Regions from separate parts of the Mus musculus genome. Here region 2 is linked to region 1. Evidence: chromatin contacts called from public HiChIP or PLAC-seq data. All regions are on one chromosome and are shown on one strand. Each heading gives the region's core, a stretch centred on a gene start, on an enhancer-like site or on the middle of the called end of the contact. The rest is flanking DNA. Distances are from core to core; before and after follow the strand shown.

Evidence for each region. HiChIP or PLAC-seq counts read pairs in DNA pulled down with a chosen protein or histone mark.
Region 2: an H3K4me3 HiChIP or PLAC-seq map of bone marrow-derived macrophages shows a contact between it and region 1, with 2.5 times the contacts expected there. The contact joins the enhancer-like site here to the promoter of Mmp24 in region 1. A contact is called at or near these places in 6 of 39 promoter capture datasets (the HPC-7 cell line, cranial neural crest, frontonasal cranial neural crest and 3 more), 3 of 115 datasets of contacts at active chromatin or transcription factors (bone marrow-derived macrophages, embryonic stem cells and stem cell-derived neural progenitor cells) and 3 of 9 other capture datasets (adipose tissue, liver and pancreatic islet).

Annotation. Positions count from the first base shown.
Region 1 is chr2:155,773,777-155,777,293 of GRCm38.p6, forward strand. It overlaps Mmp24 (matrix metallopeptidase 24), which reads left to right and starts at 1,566. Exons shown (of 9, transcript NM_010808.4): 1 at 1,566-1,861. The coding sequence starts at 1,697.
Region 2 is chr2:155,532,582-155,536,361 of GRCm38.p6, forward strand. All of the region lies in intron 2 of Acss2 (acyl-CoA synthetase short-chain family member 2), which reads left to right. Among named protein-coding and RNA genes, the nearest start is that of Acss2, 16 kb to the left of the region's middle. Within about 2 kb of position 1,705, at least 5 of the 459 cell types and tissues checked have an H3K27ac peak or open chromatin away from gene starts, as enhancers often do. A contact at or near this core is called in bone marrow-derived macrophages, where this site is marked.

The DNA.
Region 1 (3,517 bases), core at 316-2,815:
CGCTAGGCTCTTCCTTTGGCTGTGTCCAGATGGGGCCCTTGGCCCTTTGCTCTTTTCCTACTCTGCTCTTTGGGCGCCTGCCACACTTTATCTTTTCTTCTCTACTCATCCCTGTGCCCACCCATCTCTAAGACCGTGCAGTAGCTCCCAGTTTCCAGAGGTCTAACTCCTAGCTCCTTGCCACCTCCCCCAGGCTAGTCCTCGCCAGGAGGACTCCAGATCTGTGAAAATGCCATAGTCCACCTTCTGCACTGCCCATCACCTCCTTTCATGTCCTTTGTCACCTCATCCTTTACCATCCTAGCAGACAAGATGTGCTTTGAGGCCAGAGCACTCCAGCTGCACCCTTATGAATCATGTATGTTTGGCAAACTTATCCAGAGCCTCCTCTTTATCCTAAAGTGGTTTACGATAACAACCTGTTTTCACGGAGCTTCTCACAGGACTTCGGGAGGAATAATTCAGTGACGGGCTTAGCCCGATGCCTGGGATGTAGTAGGCATTCAATAACTAGTAGCTGGTGTTGGGATCTGTGTGTCCTTTTATGGAGGCTCTCATCATGCTCTGCCTTGGGAGAGGACTAACACGGAACACTTATTAAATTCTGAGGCACGACGGTACACAGGAGTAGTGAGGGCAACATTTTATAAAACGGAGATGAGCCAGTGCTTGCACACAGGTCTGTGTATGTCCCTGTTCCACACCTCCAAACTACCAAACAACCACAACGTACACATTATCTCTGTAGATCTCTGTAGTCACCCCATAGGGACCCACAGACACCACACACACACACACACACTGCCCCGACCCTCCCCCTTGTTTAATTCCAGCCTTTCCTCCAGAGCATTGGTAGAGCCCCACTGTCTCCTACATACCTACCTCCGGCCTCCCTAAGCCGGGACCCCTGGAATCCTTTCTGATACTTGGTATCCTGTTTGTCTCAGTGCTTACGGTTTCTCACTAGGTGTAACCTTCTACACCTTGGCCCAGGAGCCTCCCTTTTCACTTTAGTAGCCCCAGAAGCCCAGGGCACTGCTGGTGTTCCATAGAAGGTGTTCCACAAATGTGGGACATTCAGGGGGTGGGTGATCCCTCTCCCTCTGAGGGGTAAAGGAGCGAACTTCCCAGAGGGGTCTCCCGACCCCAGTGAAGCACTGCCCAGGTTTGCTCTTCTTGGTTCTCAGCACCACCCCTCTTAAGCCCCCGAAACCCTTTCTCCGATGTCAAGCATTTTTGAGCTCGTTTTCTTCCAAACCCGGCGGTCTCCCCAGACCCCTTTTCTCCAGTGTTAAGCCTCAGCCCTTCTCCCCCAGGGCTAGCCTGGGGTTACAGACCCGGGGCCCGGCCAGCCGCCCTAGGGCCAGAATTATTTATCTGGCCTCTTCACCCTCCCTCAGGGTTGCCCTCTTTGCACCCGGGGCCTGGAGCGAGCGCCTCCCGCAGCCCCGCCGCTGCCGCCTCCCGCAGGTCCCGTTCGGGCGCTGCCCCCGCGCCCCCGGCCGCCCCTCGCCGGGGCGGGGCGCGCGGAGGCGGGGGCGCGCGGCGGCCGAGGCGGCGGCGGCAGGCGGGCCAGGCGCGCGTCCGCGGCGCCGTGACTCGGCGGCTCCGCAGCGGCTGCAGCGGGAGGACCCGGCCGGAGCCGCCGCCGCCGCCGCCGCCATCGCAGCCGGGCGGCCGGGCCCCCGCCGCCGGGATGCCGAGGAGCCGGGGCGGCCGCGCTGCGCCGGGCCAGGCCTCGCGCTGGAGCGGCTGGCGGGCCCCGGGGCGGCTGCTGCCGCTGCTGCCCGCGCTCTGCTGCCTCGCGGCGGCGGCGGGGGCCGGGAAGCCGGCCGGGGCGGACGCGCCCTTCGCTGGGCAGGTGGGCAGGCGCGCGGGGTCGAGGCCGGGGCCGGGGCTGGGCAGGGGGCGGCACCGACCGGGCCTGGTTCGGGGTGCCTGGCGCCGGGTCAGCGCGAGGGCCGGGCGGGGCCCGCGGGCCGGGCTCCGTTCAGCACCGCGGACAGAGGCAGCGGGCGGGGGCGGAGCGGAGGGTCGAGGTGGCCGCGGTGACGGTGGGGCGTGTGGCCTGCAAGGCTGTGTGTGAGGGAAACCGTACGCCTCGGAGTAAATAGTAAGCGCAGCCAGTGTGTTGTGGGCTGGAGGAGAAGCCGAGGATGTTGGAGCTGGAGAAGGGGGAGGGAAGAGGGCGAGGAAGGACCGGATCGCGGTCTTGGTAGCTGAAGGGCCGTCGGGATAGGCGAGATCAGCGTGGCCCCACCGGGCAGAGCTGAGGCCAACGGACCGTGGGGGGTGGGGGATTACAAGAAGGCACATTTCGGCCCAAGGCAGGAAGTTTTTAACAATTGGAGGTGCTCAGCCAGCCCAGGAGGCGGTGAGCTGCTCATCACTGGCATGTGCAAGTAGGAGCTCCAAGAGGGGATTGGATGGATGCATGCATAATGCCTGCATGGATACATGCATAATAACAACCGTGCACTATGGGCCAGACTTGGCGCTATGTTTGATAGGAATTAGCTTATTTAACCCCAGCATGTATCCTGTGAGCTTGTTGTAGCACCTGTCCCCATTTTACAGATGAGGATAGAGACCCTGAGAGCTTAAGCAATTCGCTCAAGGTCACAGAGCTAGTGGTTTGACTCTAGTCTGTTTCATGTTTAAGCCAGGACATTATGTCGTATAAGGTCCGGGACAGTTGTACTAATTTTGTTGCTGTCTCCCAGCCTAGAAGCCTGCAATTCTAAAAAAAAAAAAAAAAAATAATGTTGAACCAGTGTTAACGTTGCTGGAGGAAATTGGTGATTGCCTGAATTATCCCGAGAGAAGTGTGTTTGTTAAGTAGACAGGCTGTTTAGAAGAATCTGCCAGAACAGCAGTTTTTAACTGGGCAAGGGACTCAAGGGATCATAAATTCTCTGAAATTTTCTGCTAATTTGTGTTTATATGTGAAAAATGTGTGTTTTTCTAGAAGGGAAGCTCCCGATTTCCTCAGCCTCTCCAAAGATGACATGTTTAAAGAAAATTTAGGATGTGTGAAAGAATCCTTTGCCGAGCTAATAGTCTGCCTCTTCAGGGTTTATAATCATTAGCTGACTTTCAATGAAAACTTTCTCTAGTTTGTGCTTTTAGCTCTATCAAAGTGACGTGGTTCATGGCTTTTCACCGTAGCAAAAGCAGGATTCTTCCAGACTTCCTGAGTGTGTGCAGGGTGAAGCAGAAGGGTCTGCCCTGGGGTTTAGTATGTGTGGGCTCTCACCTGATCTTACCCCTGGCGGCTTTGTGACTTTGATCTCTCACCATCTCTGAAGATGGAGCTGAATGAGCTCAATTTGGAGACCTTTTTATGTCTGTGGTATTTTGCACATTAGGAGAATACAGTTTGCTTAGATGTGTCAGGATTTGAAGGGAAGGTTATGTTTACACAGCACTTGTCCATACCAACCTTACAGGCTTCCATTATCCCACCTCTCCCACCCTTCTCCATTCCCAGCCTAAGCTTTCCCATCATGAAGGGCCA
Region 2 (3,780 bases), core at 455-2,954, 240 kb before region 1:
TTATGTAGTATAGTCATGTGAGGACCAGCTGCACCTGGATTGATTTACTCAACATGTGAGGCAGGTATGGCATTACTTTTCTTTGATCTCTGTATCAGCTAAGTTTTCCCTTTACCCCATGTAAGCAAGGATCCAATTACCATATAAGTTTCATACTCTAAATCTTCCAGGAATGAGCCCACTGATCCACTGTAGCAATTTAAGAGCATTTGCTAACCTGACTCCAAATTCTGCTTGTTTCCATCCTCTTCCTTTCTGAATCTACAGACTTTCTTTGAATTTAGAGAAATGCTCCCCTACCACTGGGAAGGAGGAAAGAATCAACAAGTCTAAGATACACAGGGTAATCTGCTCTAACACCAGCTTCTCACCTCTTCCAACCTTCTTTTCCTGCCTTATATTTTACAGAGATAAAAATAAAGGCTGAGTTTGTACAAATTCATCTATTGGATTAGAGATAAACAGTAAATGCAGGTCTAGTAACTCCATATTTAAAAATAGGGGATCCTGCATTTTTGTATGTTAACGTAAACACCTGAAAGTTGTGCTAGAAATCCAGGACCCCACCCCAGGCTATTGATTTATTTATTTTTATTTTATGTGTATGGGTGTTTTGCCTGTATGCATTTATGTGCACCACATGTGAGCAGTAACTCAGAAGAAGAAGAGGGGTCAGATACCCTGGAACTAGACTTACAGATAGTTGTGAGCTGCCACATGGGTGATGGGAATAGAACCTGGGTCCTCAGGAAGAGCAGAAAATGCTCTTAACTGCTAAACCAACTCTCCAGCTCTGCCAGCCTATAACCAGAACCTACAGAAAATAAAATCTCTGAATCTATTTTTAGAAGATTTTCAAATAGTTGTTACACTGGGGTAGAGTACTGAAAAACAGTTCTTTCAGCACTGGGGTTATAGATCAGCTGAGAGCACATCACCTAGGATATGTGAGGCATACCTCCATAAAGTAAGGAGAGAAACTGATGGTTTTTTAAAGCATAGGAGAAGGGTCGTTGTGAAAGAAGGCAGAAAAGAGAATTCTAATTTTAGAGATTTTCTAATAGATCAGTGTTAGGAAAGATTACATACAGAAACTGAGGAACTAGAATTTTAATCTCTTAACATTTTCTGGCTAAGCGTTGGTGGTGCAGCAGTCCTAGCATTTAGGAGGCAGAAGCAGACAAATCTCTGTGAGTTTGGATTCTTTTAACCACACAGTTCTCAGGGCTTTAACACATAAGAGTCTTCCTTAACCTTTCCCTGCTGACTTTGGAAATCTCTCCCTGTGGAAAAGGCCGTGTTATTTAGAAGGAAAATGTCTTGAATAGATAGGCATTTAGAATATCCAGCTGCTGTGTCCAATGTGACGACTACTAAGCACAAGTTAATTATATTTAAAGTAAGACTAAATAAATGAAATTTTCTATTTTTAAGTGTTTACTAGTCATACATGGCTAATGGCTACTAGGTTGGATAGCACCACTTTAGAATGATGTAATGTGCTAGGGAACCCCAAGGCCATCACTTCCTATTCCTGTGCCTTAGGGTTCTCATATGTAAGAAGAATGGTGGATATCAAAAGCTCCATTCTTTAACTTTTTGAATGGTTTATAATTCAATTTTGGAGCTAGGCCTCCCTCCACCTTTTAGTCTTTCTGCTACAGTTAGAGCAGAAGTACACCCAGGGGACACTAGGCTGCTAATTTGTCAAATGATGTTGTTTCTACTTCCTACTCCCTTGGTGGGAGGGAAAAGTGACCTGAGGGTATGCTTACATCAGAGATCCTTAAAGTGTGCAACACTGTATGGGTCATAGAACGCTTTCAAGTTATACTTTTGAAATATATTTCTTTTACTTTTTTTGTTGTTGTTTTGCTTTGTTTTCCAAGACAGAGTTTTTCTGTATGGTAGCTTTTGCTGTCCTGGAACTCACTCTGAAGACCAGGCTGGCTTTTAACTCACAGAGACTGCCTGCTTCTGACTCCTGAGAACTGGGATTACCACCATGCCTGGCGTGAAGTACTCTTCTGTCGGGCATGTAATGGTATGCATACAATCTCATAAACTCCAAGGTTGGGGGAGCTTGGGTTACATAATGAATGAGACCTGGTCTCAAAAGACCAAGGCTTAGAGGATCTTGTTTTGTTTTGTTTTGTTTTGTTTTGTTTTGTTTTGTTTTGTTTTTCTGAGACAGGGTTTCTCTGTGTATCCCTGGCTGCCCTAGAACTCATTTTGTAGTCCAGGCTGGCCTCGAACTCAGAAATCCGCCTGCCTCTGCCTCCTGAGTGCTGGGATTAAAGGCGTGCGCTAAGGCTTAGAGTTGTAAATCAGTTCCAGAGCATTTGCCTAATATGTACAAGGCCCTGAGTTTGATCACCAATACTGCTGAAAGGCCTTACAATTAATCTTCAAGAATATAAATTGTATGAGGAAGTTCCAGAGCATTTGCCTAATATGTACAAGGCCCTGAGTTTGATCACCAATACTGCTGAAAGGCCTTACAATTAATCTTCAAGAATATAAATTGTATGAGGAATTTGTAAAATGAAAAGTCCAACATCAGTATGATGGCACACACCTATAATCCCAGCATTCCCTGGAGGGTTACCAGGAGTTTGAAGCCACATTAGCTGCATAGGCAAGACTCTGTCTCAAAACCAAAACCAAAAAAAATACCAAGGCCACATTCTCTGGAGAATGATCTAGTGTAAATAGTTGCTAGAGCTGTCCTGGGCAAACTGAACAATCGTATTCTTATCCTCTAGTGCATGTTGGGGTGTTTCTCAGACTCTGCGTTACTAGCACTACTTGAGTGTACTTTCAGCAATACTGGTTTTGTTTGGTTCTCATAACAGAACCTGCTTTTTAGTATCTCTGCAAATCTCAATTCTGTGTTACCTTCAGGGGTAGAGATCTCCTGAAGGAGCGTATCTTTGGATACCTCTGACGGTTAGAAAGGCTTTCTTTATATCAAGCTCTCCAAAAGAGATCTAACTATTCCACTTATAGTTACATAGTGCTGGCCTGCTTCGTTTCCATAAAAATCTTTCACATTTACTAATTCATTCAGAAAAATATATTAAGTACTGACTATAAACAAGTTTCTGCGCAAGACGTTTGGGGATTTAGCCATGGACAAGATCACTTCAGGATCTAGCTTCTATCGTACGGGGGAAACAGCCAGTTTTCTTGTAGCTCTTTGTTATTAGTTTTGGTGTGTGTGTTTCTATGGTGTGAACATATTTATATGTGTGCGGGTGTATATGGAGGCAAGAAGTCAACACTGTGTGTCTTCCCCTGTTGCTATTTTAGTTTCTGAGACAGGGTCACTCACTGAGCCTGGAGCTCACCAATTCAGACAATTCAGTGAAACTAGCTAGCTAACAAGCCCCAGAAGTCTTCATTTTCACCAGCATTGGTATTTCAGGAACATGCTGCTGTATCCAAGTATCTTAGTGGGGGCTGGGGATCCAAACTTGGGAAGATAGTAAATGAGTATGGGGTGTTCTGTCTGTAAGAAGGCTAGAGTGACTGGAGCCTTAGAAAGGAGAGTGAGAGAATGGCCCAAGATGAAATAGAGGAAGAGACAAGGTATGGGAGTTTGGTTTTAATTCCTTAAGTAATGGAATTGATTGATGATTTTTAGGCAGAAAACTATGAGGCTTGATTGATGTTTTTAATTAAGCATTCTGAATGATGTGTAGATAAAAAGGGGCAAGAGTGTAGTGGGAGATCAGTTTGGAGGCCATTGTGATCACCCAGGCAACAAATGAAAGTAGC